2 separate regions of the Pan troglodytes genome follow, and region 2 is linked to region 1. A link is a contact called in public HiChIP or PLAC-seq data. All regions are on one chromosome and are shown on one strand. Each heading gives the region's core, a stretch centred on a gene start, on an enhancer-like site or on the middle of the called end of the contact. The rest is flanking DNA. Distances are from core to core; before and after follow the strand shown.

Region 1 (2,700 bases), core at 3-2,502:
CAGAGGAGGGGCCTCGATCCCCAGCTCCCGTTTGGGCAGGGGGCCAACGGGGATACACAGGCTGGCAGTGGCCAGTGGTCCCGCCCAGCCCCGGTAGGGGTCTCCCTGCGGCTGGCTCCCGCTGCCCCGGTGGTCCTGAGGTCAGAGGGTCAAGACAAGGTCTCCCCGGCTCCTCCTGAGCTCCTTGCCCACAGCCCCTGGGACTCAGGAGTCCAAATTGCATGGGGTCATTCTAGGGCCTTCACTAGACCTTGGACAGCCCCCCGCCCCAGCCCCCTTCCAAGTCCAGAAGACACTCCCCTAAAGCACAAGCATCCACTGGCACATCTGTCACAAGACAGGTCAAAGGTTCAAGCCTGGCTGGCCCGTAGTGGCTCTGTTGCCTCCCACACACCCGTCCCCACCCCACCTGGAGCTCCCTCCTTTGCAGTCCCCACCTTTCAGAAACACTGACGTCTTCCTACCCCACGCGCAGACACACACCTGGGGTTACCTCTCTACAACGCAGACCTCCAGCTAGCCATCCCTCCAGCCTCTTCAACTTAACCGCATGAAAGTGAGATATTTCTAATATATGGGAGAGGCGGAGACAAAGACCCACGGTTCCCTGAGACAGAGATACACAGACTGACAGAAGAAAAAAGGGAAGAAAAAGAAGATACAGAGAAAGATACAAGTGAAAAATCTGGAGTTTCTAATGTCTCACCCCAGGCTCTCCCACCCCTATTTTGCCTCTATGTCCCGGGTCTGGGATGAGTCCCTAAGAAGCTGAGCATCCCCTCAGGCCCCCTCCCCCACTGCTCCCAGGTGGTCCCCCGCCTGCCCCCCCTTCTCACCTCTGTCTGGGCGCTGGGCTCGGGATGCGCGGTCCAGGGCTGGAGTCTGGGCTGGGGGGTGTGCGGTGGGGAGGGGGGGCGGAGAGGGCCACGGCAGCGCAGCCTCGATGCCACCCCCACCCCCCCAACCTGGCCCCCAGCCCTCCCGCCGGCCCAGCCCGCCGGGCCGCAAGCCCGGACCACCCGCGAGAAGCGCAAACTTTTTTTTTCCCTTTTGCAAAAACTTTTTCTCGCTCCAGCCGCTGGCGCGCCGCCGCTCTTCCCGCTCGCCCCTCACCTCCCTTCTATTTCCCTCCCTCTTGCCGTTCTGGAGGATGAGGCGGGGTAGCTGGAAGCAAGAGAAGGGGTGCCGGGCTTATTGCACCCCCAGGACCCCCAGGATCCTCCCCCTCCCTTGAGGGACCCTATACTGCCTACGCCCCCCTCCCCCCCCCCCCCGGCTGAACACGCTGCTGTTGGTGAGTACTAAATCCCGGCTTGGATTTCTGGATCGGCTGGCCCCAAAGAGGCCCCGACAACCAGATTGAGGAAAATATTGCGGGGCAGGGGGAGAAGTTCAACCGAGAACGATAATAGTGGAGGTAGGGTAGTCGCCTTTGGTTGGTGCTAACTGAGCATTCTGCCATCCTGTGGTTTATCTGCAGGCCTCATCCTTTGGATGGAACTTGCAGCGGCTGGGACAGAGTTGCGGTTTGGGGCAAATCAAGTTGGGTTGGGGGCTCTGGAAGAAGGTGAGGAGTCTATGGAGCATAAAAGCAAGGAGCAGCGGCTGAGGCTCTGGGTGCAGGGTGTGGTTCACGAGGTCACCAAGGAGCCCTGGGACTGAAGCCCCTTTCCCTAGAACCCCGGCTCTACGTCTCGAAGTTCTGGAGACTGCCGCCCCTCCGCACCACGTCACTGCAGGCTCTAGCTGCTCTTCCAGGCTTTCTGCTCCCTCTGCTGGCCGTTCTCACACATGACACCCGCTCGGAGTCGAAGCAGAAGAGCTGGGGAACTGAAGGAGGAGCCCAGCTGAAGGAGGAGCCCCTCACTAAAGCCCACTTAAAAGCCCAGGAGGTGGATATGTGAGCTCTGAGAAACGGAGAGGCAGAGGTTGCTATGCCCAGCCGTACTGCCTGACAGGGAAGTGCCCTGCCTCTTCAGATTTGCATTGCCATCGTGACCGGATATAAGGGAGGGGCAGCATTTCAGTCTCTGATTTTTATGAGAAAGAGGAGGAAGCATGACAAGGAAAAAGGGCACCCTCTCCCCTTTTTTTCAACCCCAGAGGCAGACCTCCCACATCCTAGCTCTGCTTCCAAGAACCACCCCCTTGGGTGTGGAAGGTCAGTGGGTTAACTGTTCAGTCTGAGGGTCAAGGGGGAAAAGAAAAGGTGAAGGTAGGGGGAGATCTGGGACTTTGACCCAGACTAGTTATCCCCAGAGGGTCAGAGACCCAGCTCAGTCAGACCAGACTAATGGTCACTGAAAAAAAGGCACCCCACACATGCTCCTGTCCCAGCCTCGAGCCCCTTCTTCCAGAGGAGCTATTTATGTATTTATGTATTTATTTATTTTTATTTGGGATGGGGTCTCACTATTTGCCCAGGCTGGAGTGCAGAGGCTACTCACAAGTGTGATCATAGCCTCGAACTCCTGGGTTTAAGCGGTCTTCCGGCCTTAGCCTCCTAAGTAGCTGGGACCACCGGTGCCCAGCAAGAAGAGCTCTCTTAGAACACCTTACTTTCTTCTCCCCACCCAGTTCTATAGACCAGTGAGTCTCAAACTTTTTGGTTTCCTCTATACTCTTAAAAGTCATTAGGTTAGGCACAGTGGCTCAGACCTGTAATCCCAGCACTTTGGGAGGCCAAGGCAGGCGGATCAC
Region 2 (2,700 bases), core at 57-2,556, 220 kb after region 1:
GGTGTGCGGATGCCGAGAAGCAGGGAGAGCGGCTGTTCTCCCCCAACACTCGGGGGGCGCCCCCCTCCCTAGCCTCACTGAGCCGGCAGCTGTCCCTAATTAGAGCGGCGGTTTAATTGGATTTATCAGCAGTTAATAGGAAATTAAGCAAAGGGCCCGAGAGAAGGGGGGCGGGAAAAGCGGGGAAACAGGCTGTGCTGAACTAGGAGGGGTGCTAGGGTACCAGGGGTGGGGACATGTGACCCAGTGTCCCGATCGAGCCCCACGGTCACACCCTCCCGTCATTACTCACCAAGACTCTTAAGCCCTGGCCCGCGGGCCGGAGAGCAGGTCCCCAGAGAGGGCGGCAGGCGTGACAGCGACCCTATGTGAGCTCCCAGCGCCCTCCATCCCCCTAAGCGGCGCCTGGGTGATGGATGATACTGCCGCATGCTGCAAAGGTCATAAGTCTGGGCCAAGGAGCAGACTGAATTGAAAACAGATCCGAGGAAGGGCCGGTACTAGGGTACAAGACAACCGGCACCCCAACCTCCTCCACTGCCCACTCCACTCAGCGCGCGCGCGCACACACACACACACACACACACGTGCCCCTTGAAGTTGGAAGACTGGGCAGCACGGGGGGAAAAGGCAGAGTACAGAGTGACCCTTTCTATAAACCCCACCAGCAGCAGTGTTGGGGATCCTGAGAATCTCCCGGTGCAGCTCCAGTGTTCCCTTTAGGCTCTGCCTCCACGAAACTGCCCGATTTGGGTCAGTGAGGTCCGCCGGGTCTGCTGCTCAGGGGCAGCCCAACGTCGGCGCTACCCGCCCTAGGGGCCAGTCAAGGAAGCTTGCAGACAGCTAAGCCCTGGTGCACGGGCCTCCTAGTCCACAGCCCCAAGCGCCTCCTGTCACCAAGACCTCATCATACTGCTAGGCTAACAAGGCCTGCTCCGGAGACCCTGACGACCTCCCTGCCACATTCCACCCCGCAGGGCACAGATGGCAACTCCTGCATATGCTAAGGTGTGCTAGCCTCTGAGTGGGCGTGGGTGGGCTCTCCGTGCCCCTGGCAATTATGGACGTCTGTATCTCCGGCGTGTGGTTTGTGTGTGTCCGTTTGTTCCCTGGGTATGTGAGGTGTGTCTACCTGAGCCCCAGGTGTGTCCGACTCTGTGCCCGGGTGTGTGTCTGTGCCCCTGAGTGTGTCTATATCTGTCGGGTTTGTCCACTTCCCCGTCCCCAGCTCCCATCTGGGTGATTTTGCCCGGGTGTGCCTCCGCGTGGGGGCGTTTCCGTGCGTCTCCGCCTGCAGGTCTGTGTATGTGTGAAAATCAGGAAGAGCCAGCGGGGAGTGTGTGTTGCCATCGCGTCTCCGCCTGCAGGTATGTGTGTCTCGGTGACAGTGCGTAGGCGTGTGCCTGGGTGTGAGCCGCGCGGCGGCGTGTATCCGAATGACAGTGTGACGCACGTGCGCGCGCGCGTGTGTGTGTGTGCGCGCGCCGGGGTGAGTCTCCCGCCCCCACTCCTTCCTTTCCCCATTTCTATTCCTCTCTCCTCTCCCGGCCAGCTCGGCTTCGCCGACCGCATCATCTCCATCCATTATTGAAGAAACAGCCGCGTCCGCTCCAATCACATCAACACCCCCGCCCCCTTTCCGTTCCGCTCGCCCAGCGGCCCCTCTGGGTGCTGAGGAGAGGGGAAGCCAAGGCGCGGTGGGGGCGCCGGGTGGGAATGGGCTTATGACCCTTGCCCCAAGCCCGGCCAGAAGCCGGGACGCCGGGGTCCCCGGCGGAGAGCGCTTTGCATAAACAGATGGCGCGGGCGTCTTTGTCTCACTCGTTCGCTCACCGCGCAGCTCCCGGCTCCGCTTCTGTCTGGCTGATGCAATCATGATCATCTCGGTGCCTCGGGACCCGGCGCCCTTAATAATGGCAGAGGGGGTCAGGGGCCCTGGGGCTCCCGAGCAGATGCTGGGCCCTGTGTCTTCCTTTCCGGGCGCCCCTCCACGTCCCACAGCCGCAGCGGGAAGATCAACGCTGCGCGGAGTTGACGGGCATGTGGAGGTGACCAGGAGGAGGACCCCGGGCAGTGCCCCGAGGCATCTCCGGGCTGCCCTGTTGGGCTGCTGCAGTCCCCAGAGGCAGCAACCCAGAGAATAGGAATAGAGCTGGGGAGTGGGGTTGGGGAGAGACAGAGATAAAGACAGAGACAAAGAGAGGCATTAGTAAAGAGAGACACAGTGAGATGGAGAGATGTGGAGGGAGGGAGCGAGACACAAAGAGACACAGAAAAACCGATGCAGAGGGACAAAGCCAGGTAGGGAAGGCAGCAAGAGGGAGAGCAGACAGACACAGCCAGAATAGGGAAGAGAGAGATGGACATACCCAGAGACAGGAAGCAGACAGAAGGCAGAAAGAACAAGAGGCAGAAAGAAGGGCAGCCAGAGGCTAGGACAGGCCGGGTCAGAGGGCTTAGGGCAATCTCGAATCTGCAGCCCAGAAGCAGAGATGAAGCCCCCGCCTCCCCAGCCCCCAGGCATCTGAGGATGCCCAACCCCAGAAGAGGAACCCGCCTGAACCCTGGGTGCCGATTGTGGCTGGAGAGATAGGAGCTTCCGCGTCCCCTCTCCGCCCTCCGGTCCCATCTCACACCAGAAGAGTGGAGGCTGCGGGACCCACTGTCTTGGCGGCGGGAGTGGCGGAGTGACGGGCTGGG

The links. HiChIP or PLAC-seq counts read pairs in DNA pulled down with a chosen protein or histone mark.
Region 2: an H3K4me3 HiChIP or PLAC-seq map of stem cell-derived excitatory neurons shows a contact between it and region 1, with 2.9 times the contacts expected there. The contact joins the promoter of NDUFA4L2 here to the promoter of GLI1 in region 1. A contact is called at or near these places in 1 of 7 Hi-C or Micro-C datasets (induced pluripotent stem cells) and 1 of 1 datasets of contacts at active chromatin or transcription factors (stem cell-derived excitatory neurons).

Annotation. Positions count from the first base shown.
Region 1 is chr10:38,570,371-38,573,070 of NHGRI_mPanTro3-v2.0_pri, forward strand. It overlaps GLI1 (GLI family zinc finger 1), which reads right to left and starts at 1,253. Exons shown (of 10, transcript XM_063786406.1): 1 at 837-1,253. It overlaps LOC129136526 (a long non-coding RNA gene), which reads left to right. Exons shown (of 3, transcript XR_008538279.2): 2 at 1,481-2,161.
Region 2 is chr10:38,791,132-38,793,831 of NHGRI_mPanTro3-v2.0_pri, forward strand. It overlaps NDUFA4L2 (NDUFA4 mitochondrial complex associated like 2), which reads left to right and starts at 1,307. Exons shown (of 5, transcript XM_063786476.1): 1 at 1,307-1,367. LOC134807528 reads right to left here. Exons shown (of 3, transcript XM_063786178.1): 2 at 1,834-2,700. The coding sequence ends at 1,927.